Regions from separate parts of the Hordeum vulgare genome. Here all the other regions are linked to region 1. The links are chromatin contacts, called in public Hi-C maps. All regions are on one chromosome and are shown on one strand. Each heading gives the region's core, a stretch centred on a gene start, on an enhancer-like site or on the middle of the called end of the contact. The rest is flanking DNA. Distances are from core to core; before and after follow the strand shown.

Region 1 (2,903 bases), core at 252-2,751:
GGGCCAATTTTTTTGATTTTTTCTCATGATTTATCAAAACCGCTAAATGGACTTAGCCGGCTATAGCTAGGCTATAGCCTTTCGTAGTTGTTGGAAAAGCCGCCGCTAAATGCAGTAGCCGGCTATTTAAAACTTTGGTTCGAAGGCCCTAGCTGCAGCGGGAGGACTCCTGGGAGGCTATAGCCCAGCTATAGCCGGCTATTTAAAACTTTGGCATCAGGTGACATTGCTGGTTGCCGAGGAATTTCTTGTGGAAGGATGACGCTCGATGGATTGCACAAATAATTTACAAAACCACCAGGTGGGTACACACCATTTCCCCTAAAAGAATGTATACACTCAAACATTAGATTACCATCTTTAGAACTACTTGCATCTGGATTAGTTTCTTGAAACCATCTTCAGAACAATAGTATGCATATGGTTATGAAAAAATAAATCTTAAAATACTTAGTCCATAAGTGCAGAAATTGAACTAACAAAAACTGAATACGTACAAGATCTGACACGAGCTTAACTCTCATAAAAGATTAAAGCATTGGAATGATAAAAAATAAAACTGCACAAATTGTGATGGAAGATCTACTGAATGTCCAGATATAATGATTAATCAAGAGGCTACTTGTATGAACACATGTCAAAGATTAACTACAGGACGGTCAACCTTACCAATCAACTTGAAGGGAGGAATCAGATCTAGCAGCAACATGCCCAGCCAACCAAGCTTCTGCTGCTACGGCTTCTGTGGCAGCTTCAGGCCGCCCCATCGGCAGGGGAGGGATGGCATACCTTGGGGCTTGTACGCCAGGTCCCTGCATCACCTACGATGGGGATGCTGCTTTCTTCCTCCCATGGCCAGCCATGTCGGTGCTCAAATCTGCAGGACGCACGGATGGACGATGGAGTTTGTCGCTGCAGCTGCGGCTGTGGATTTATGGGGGCAGCGGCCCTAGGTTACTTCTAGGGGGCAGCAGGATGGCGATGAAAAATTTGGCGCGCAGGCTGGACGAGAGGAAACAAAGGCGCGCCAAGAAGAAGAAAATCATGTGAGGCAACGAGAAGGATCCGGCTGTGGCCGTTCGCGTCAAAACCGGGCTAAGATGTGATCGCTTAATTAAGAGAACGCAAGACCTCCTTTTCAGTTTCTCTCTCCTCCATCTTAGCTGCTAAGGTAGCACCATTGTACATGCCCTTAATGATGTATGGAGAGAAGATGATTGACGACAAGTTCAATCATGGAGAAATAACGGATAGAGAAATGTGTGGTGTTTGTAAGAATAGACAGAAAAGAATGTTTGTATTTGTATTGTGGTTGAATATTCCGTACTACATGTTTGTTTTTGAAAAAAAAAATAAGTAGTATATTGTTACAAATTCATTTGCTGATCCGTGGCAAGCGCGCGGACAGTCTATTATTTTTTGAGACAAACACGGACAGTCTACTGGTAAATCCCATCACGCTTAAGTAGTACGGGCTCTCGCAGGAAGACACGGCCCAAGGTCCAAGTGCGCTGCTGCACTCTAGTGGCTGAATGTTCAGGTTCAGATACCTGAACTGTAGGCGTGACAACTTTGCAGTCGAGGAGATTGCCCAGCCGAGAGAAGGTTGAACCCTAACTCCATTGCTCCCACGCAAACCGCAGCAGAGAAAACCCATTCTCCATCGCCGAGCACCGCCTCGAGCCCTCCAGTGCTGCCTCCTCAGTCCTCACTCTCCACCTCGCCGCCGCCGCCGCCATGGCGATCACGGCACAGACCCCCGACATCCTGGGCGAGCGCCAGTCCGGCCAGGACGTCCGCACGCAGAACGGTAACACTCCTCGTCTCGTGCTCAGCCCTACTCATCAGCGCCATATTCCGCGGAGTAGAGCGGGGTCAATAAGATCTACTCCGAGCGCGCGCGCGTGTTTAATTTGCGTTTCGTGCTTCTGTGATTGCAGTGGTGGGGTGCCAGGCGGTGGCCAACATCGTCAAATCATCGCTCGGGCCCGTCGGGCTCGATAAGGTATGTGATTTTACCTTCGATCTACTGCACTTGGTTGCGCATTGCTTGCTGCTTTATGACTAGGATCCGAAGTTATGATCTGCGTGTTAGAAACTTAGAATGGGGGTGCAGGAGTTGCTTGTTTGGTGTGGATGTAGTTCACCCGCAAACTTGGTTACCAGTGATGATGAAGATGCAACATGTGCATTCTGTAATAATCTGATAACGAACAGTGAAGTTAGATGGTAGCGCATCCTCCGTAATTTTGAAAAAAAAAATCATGGCTCGAACGTTTCCAAAAGGAAAAAGATATTGTCGGAATGAACTAATTTAGCGTATCTACAGATGCTGGTGGATGATATTGGTGATGTTACAACACAAATGATGGAGCAACCATTTTGAGGATGTTGGAAGTCGAGCACCCAGCAGCAAAGGTGATGCCTGTTAGCCAAAGCTTCCCATTTTTATTTTGCTTCTGTTGCTGCTTCGTGCTTATCCTTTCGGGGGTCCATTCATTGTTAGATTCTTTTTGAGTTGGCCGAGCTCCAAGACCGGGAGGTTGGTGATGGAACAACATCTGTTGTCATCATAGCTGCAGAGTTGCTCAAGGTATGAAATGGAGCTTTAGCGGCAGCCTTTTTTTCGCTATGAATTTCCCAAGCATTATGCATACAAATTTACGACGTTCTGCTTTTCTTTACCAGAGCGCCAATGAACTTGTGAGGAATAAAATCCATCCGACCTCAATTATTAGTGGCTACAGGGTGAGCCCTGTATTTTTTATTTTAGCAGCATTACCATTTTTATTTGATTGAACATTCTGAAGTCACATTATCTCTTACATTTTTTTGCCTTCATATTCTACCAGCTCGCTATGCGTGAGGCTTGCAAGTATGTCGAAGAAAAGCTCTCTGTCAAG
Region 2 (2,903 bases), core at 272-2,771, 210 kb after region 1:
CGCTAGCAACAATGAGCACCAATGCATCAACCAAATGGCAGCATAGCTGCAACCATTTGTGGCCGGAACTAGGGTGCCAATGATTGCAAGCAGCGATGTTGCGACCATGGGGCGTCGTAGTTGCAACTGTCAGCGGAAAGCTGGGACGACCGCATCAATGAGCACCGATGCTATGACCGCGACATGGCAGAGCTGCAACTGTGTGCGACCAGAGTTGCGATGGTGCTGCAACATCGACCGGGTAATGCCACGAGGCCGACAATGTGCACTACGGCAAGGCAGCCGATGCTACTCCGACCAGGAAATGCGCTGAAGAGAAGGGCACGCTGGAGGGAAGAAGGTATCAACGACATACGAAGATCCTAATTTTTATGACCGGTGACCATGGGGGAAAGTGCGGGGTTGTTTGGTTCCAAGCCACAACTTGCCACAACTTAGATAAGTTTGACCAACTTAAATGTGTGTTTGGTTCTTGCCACAACTAAGTTAAGATTTTTGTTATTAGCACTAAGCCTCACATGTCATAGATATAAAAAATATGACAAGATTCCCTACACCTTAATTTAGACAAATTTGACAAAGTTAGGTGTGTGTTTGGTTCTTGCCACAATTAAGACAATATTTTCTTACTAGCACTTAGTCCCACATGTAATAGATACAAAAAAGTATGACAAGATTTCCTGAAGCAAAACCGAAGTATGACTAATTATTTAACATCGTAAGTAAGATAAATGTGGCAAAATAATATGTCAATATATAACAAATACAATCACAGTCCATACAGGCCCGCAACAACAGGCTATGCGAGGGTTGATCCGACAGTGCCGAAGGCCACTGATTGAGGTTGGCCCTGGTCAACCGACCCGTAGCAACGCCCAATCTACATGTGTGTAGGGGTGTTGAAAATCAGCCAGGCATAAACCCGTGAAACCCGATAGCTCTCGGCTACACTAGCCTCGCCCGCAAGTCTAGATTACTTTGTTTTGCTAGTTCAAGCACTATCAGCGGAACAGTGCCGGGTGAAACACGGTTGAAGGAAACCATTTCAATAGGTAAATCCGGGCAAACCGCGAGGGCTGTCCGACCTCACATATACTCCTTTCATCTTAAAATAAATATCTTAAGCTTAGTATAACTTTATATTAAAGTTAGTATATAATTGAAATAGTTATTTTGAAATGAAGAAAGTATAATTCGTGAAAAGCTCGCGTGTCAGTCGATGCTCGGAGCATCGATCACCACACGTCCACACTGTTCCTTAACCCCAATAGGAGAACAAACCAGTGGGCTACAGCTCAACTATTCATGGCGTGACAACAAAGCAAAACACACAAGGGGATGAACCGAACCAGTGGCCTAATCATTTTTTTGCTTTTGAAAGTAACCAGTGGCCGATTTATAAATGAAGGGGCATGGGTGCACATCTCCGGCGGAGTTTGAGTCGAGATAGGCACAGGCACTACACGCTTGACAGTGGATTCGGTATGAGGGAGCAGGGCCAGCTAGCACGGTGGTTTTCCGAAGTATGGCGCGGGAGCCCGGTCATAGAGTGCAGCGCGACGGGAGGAAATTGATAGGCGTCTCTGTCGGTAGATTCATTATCTTGCCGAGCTGAAAGCGACGCCGACCACGATGGGCTCACACGTCTGATAACGTTGCGGTGTTGCCTGCAAATACATACTCAAATCTAGTACTCCCTCGCTCCGGATTAATTGACACCACCTCCTATACAAGACAGTACTGTATAGTACTTCATATGATTTCAAATATAAGAGCATCTACATCAAGACTTAGCAATATGACCCTAAGTGAATCTACAGACGGACCACCCGCTTCCTCCCTAAAGGTCCAAAACGTCCGCTTGATACCCAGTAAGAAAATGATCCAATCAGATCTCATTTGGTTCCTATACGACTGGACTGACCAACATTCCTCAAATCGAGGTTAAATGTAGGGACGATATGATGGCGCCTGCCCGACCGCGTACTACATTCCATTTCATTATAGTCACACCTGCAGCCATCCGAAGAGAAGATATTCTAGCCCGTATCGTCCAATAGAAACAAACTTATCTGTTAATTACATAGATGGATTAAATCTCGTTGTGTCAAATTCATCTCATTCATGTACGTTGATTAAAAAAAACAATCATAACATATTTTGTGAGTGAAAAAAAGTCGTGCAAACATCATTGTTTCATTTATGAAGGAGATAGACCGAGTCCCCGAATCTTCTATGTCATAAGCATAGAAGATTCGTAGTCACAGTCCATACACTTCACAAATGGTACAACGAGGAGTGAAGCTTGGGACTAAAAACATCCGAAACCCATCGAATCAATACAGATATAAAAATCTTTAAGTATTTCGGTGTCCTGCCGGTCCAACATGGACGTTATGATGGACATGCATGTCTTTGCATGTATTTGATATTTCGAAAATAGGGTGCGTAGTTGCAAATGGAAAATTTTGAGGCATGGCCGATCATTGTTCGCAAGTACGTCCGCGGACGTTTGAGAGCCAAAATTTGCAAGTTTCTGTTGTAGATACTCTAAAGGCCCCTATTTGTACGTAGATGCAGACACACTCTTCATTTTCTTTTTTACATGCCAGGTCACTTGCACTTGATTTATGAAGAGGAAGAGAGAAAAAAAAATAATAAATTGAAAAAAGATGGACCGGATGGGATCGCGTTCTACGTGACGGACTGAACGGGCACGCCCTTGCATGTCGGCGAGTCCTCAAATCCTTCATATATTTGTCCTCAATACGAGGGTTTGCGAACAGCTCATGAACATATGAGAGGCTGTTTGAGACGTCCGGTTGTAGAAGCTCTAAGACGTGCTTTTAGGGGGTAATATAAGACGTGTTTTAATTGTTTGGATTCGCTCAAATGTGGCAACC
Region 3 (2,903 bases), core at 275-2,774, 130 kb after region 1:
TAATGCCGACACTGACGGTGAAAATGTGAAACGCTATCGACATTATGTATGTTTTTTTGAGCTGTGTTGACATGTTTTTTTAATCTTATCCTTGTGACACGATCTAATTTGTTGTGATCCACATGGAATAGAAAATGGGCGTAAAACCGGTGTTAGTTAACCATGCCGTCATCGATGCAATATTTTTAACACTTATGGGTGATGAGCTCACCCCAATAACTACGACTTATAGCGAGTGTGACTCAGCGAGTGATCTACAAGATTTGCACTAGGATAGCACCTTTGTAACCACCCATGTTTGTTACCAAAAGAGAAGCCCTTTTTAGGTTGCTGTCTTCTCTTGTGCATGGATTTCCTCACAAGAAATCCTTGTGTCTGAAGATAGCAATAGCTTGTACTACTACATACTACTCCACTAGACAATGCATATGAGCTATCACTGACAGAGTGACAGTCACCTCATGATGGTGGAGTAAGTATGTATGCTGAGGGAGATTGGTTAATTAATTGGAGTGGTTGATCACTCGCGCGTCGTAAAGAGCCTTATTAAATACTGGTATTTAAATCAAGCATGGTGCGCCATGATTTTCGTTCGGGCTGAGGTCGAGGCTCTACCTGACTCTGCACGGCGCTCTGCACCGCCGGCCCCACCTTCTCGCGGACCAGCCTCCCGCTCAGCAGGCTGAGGACGATGTCCACCTGCACGTCGTACAGTAGTACAAACACGGTCAGTAATAAGCCACTCTCCATAACTCCATGTACCTCGACGTGCGTCACTGACAAATGCTGAACAGTGGTAGCCTCGTCAATAACAAAGTACAGATTCGATTCGGAGAGTCGAGAGTCGACATCATTTTGATGTTTTTATTATGATCAATAACATAGCCCATGCATACCATGAAATTCAATCGCGTTTACAGAAACAGGGCAGCGGAGTGCTCTGAATTCTGCAAAACTCGCCTCGTCTCGGAGGCGATCGCGTCGCATCGTGCGAGAAACTGCTCCATTCCGTGGGTATATAATGGAGAAGGGTAGGTGGCAATGCAGTGATATACGTACCATGAAGAGGACGCTCCAGACGGCGGAGTCGCTGGTGTGCCAGAGGTCCCGCGACGACTCAGCGACCTCGATGGAGAAGACGGCGCCGGAGATGGCGCCGATGCCGGCGCCGCGCACCACCCCGCTCTCCGTCGCCAGCCCGATCACCGACCCCGACACCGCACCGACCAGCGACCCCACGGCCGCGAAGGCGCAGGTCGCCACGACGCAGAGCACCTTGCAGGCCAGCTCAAGCGCCACGGACCCCAGCCCTGGGCGACCGCCGGGCCATTGCCGGGGCTCCGGCGCGGACGAGCTGGGACCAGGGGACGCCGACGTGTCCATCGCGGGAGGGAGACCGAACCGAGAAGCCGGATGTTGAACTCAACTGAGCTGGAGCGAACTGACGACGCACGCACGCACGCACGCCGGTGGCGCGGAGGGGAGAAGAGGGAATGGTGCGTGATGGTGAGTAGGATGGTAGTGGAGACGAGGAGAGCGGGGTCGTGTGTATAAATAGCGGCGCGGGAACGTGAGAGGAAATCTGTGGTCGGGTCCGGTGGTGAGGCCGCCACTGGTTTTGATTTTGTCCTGTCCTCGCTGCGGCTGCGGCTGCGGCGTGGCGTGGGCCGCTTGTGTTCTCGGCTCTGTTTCGGTGGGTCTAGTGCACGAGCTCGTGCCTCTGTGTAGCTTGTTTATTCAGCTTAGCAGCACTCGACCCCATCGTTTGCGGCAGTCACGGTATCCTGGGAGGCTGGGACCTAGATGAATTAAGATGGGTGATTCTGTAGACGTAGGTTTCTTCTAGGTTAGAGCTTCTACATCCGGACTTGGTAAATTCAGTCCCCAGTACTCCCTCCGGTCCTTTTTTCTTTGCGTTTAAGAAAAGTTGATTTTTCCCTCAATGCTCTGCGTACTAGCTTTTCTTGGCTGTTGTTTCCAACTTTACCCCTCCTTTCCAATTATTGCATGTCTCTTTCCCATGCACAGCCAACGCCTCTTTTCCATGTACAGCGCCGCAGCCACCGCCTCTTCCCAAGGAAACCAGCTGCCTACCTCTTCCTCTCCTTCCCACGGGTCTCATCTCACCCTCCCATTCTCCACATCTCACTCTCCCTTCTCCTCTACATCCCCTCCATTTCTATGGATGAAATCCACCCATCATGGTTGTGGGAGGACAGCCAACCTGTAGAGCATAGTGAGTCCATGCATGAAAGTTTGCTCGCGGAAGACAGCTTGCTCGACGTGGACGACAGCGAGCTCGTGTACGGAGGCGTGCTCCCCACAGGCGGTGCGCTCACGAGCAGTGGTGTTCTCTCGCTCGCAGAGGGCAGCGCCCTCGCGGACGGCGTCGTGCTCCCGCTCGCGGACGGCGACGCAGTCATGGAAGGCAGCGTGTCTGCGGATAGTGGCCTCCTGCCGCTCGCGGATGGCGACGCAGTCATGGAAGGCAGTGCGCCCACGGACGGCGACGCAGTCGTGGAAGGCGGCGCGTTCGCGGAGTGCAGCATGCACCTGAAGGACGGTGGCGTCCACGCACTTGAGCACGTCGTGCATGCGTTGGTCGACAAGGTGAACAAGCTGACCGACAAGGTGCAACAGCTCACCGAACTGCTGCACGCGCTCGCCGTGAGGGGCATGAAGGTGGATGGTGCCAACCTGGAGGACGAGGACGGCCAACATGCGCTCGTGGATGATAGTGGCATCTACGACGGACAGAAGTGCGGCGAGATGGTCGATGGCGACCCATTGCCACCGATCGAGCAATTCTCTGTTCCTCCCGGCGCAGAAGAGGTCAGGCTAGAACTGATGAGCATTTGCTATCGAGATATTCTGACTAAGGATGAACTGAAGGAAATTTTAAA

What was found. Hi-C and Micro-C count contacts between places; a contact is called where the count stands out from the background.
Region 2: a Hi-C map of leaf shows a contact between it and region 1, with 1.9 times the contacts expected there. The contact joins two enhancer-like sites. A contact is called at or near these places in 3 of 6 Hi-C or Micro-C datasets (leaf and seedling).
Region 3: a contact with region 1 is called in a Hi-C map of leaf, with 3 times the contacts expected there. The contact joins the promoter of LOC123411287 here to the enhancer-like site in region 1. A contact is called at or near these places in 2 of 6 Hi-C or Micro-C datasets (leaf and seedling).

What each region holds. Positions count from the first base shown.
Region 1 is chr1H:369,063,824-369,066,726 of MorexV3_pseudomolecules_assembly, reverse strand. It overlaps the pseudogene LOC123437770. Among protein-coding and RNA genes, the nearest start is that of LOC123437802, 100 kb to the left of the region's middle. Within about 2 kb of position 1,501, at least 3 of the 3 cell types and tissues checked have open chromatin away from gene starts, as enhancers often do. A contact at or near this core is called in leaf and seedling, where this site is marked.
Region 2 is chr1H:368,856,714-368,859,616 of MorexV3_pseudomolecules_assembly, reverse strand. No RefSeq gene overlaps it. Among protein-coding and RNA genes, the nearest start is that of LOC123411280, 67 kb to the right of the region's middle. Within about 2 kb of position 1,521, at least 3 of the 3 cell types and tissues checked have open chromatin away from gene starts, as enhancers often do. A contact at or near this core is called in leaf and seedling, where this site is marked.
Region 3 is chr1H:368,934,940-368,937,842 of MorexV3_pseudomolecules_assembly, reverse strand. LOC123411287 (NEP1-interacting protein-like 1) reads right to left here and starts at 1,524. Exons shown (of 3, transcript XM_045104220.1): 1 at 1,060-1,524; 2 at 616-699. The coding sequence starts at 1,383.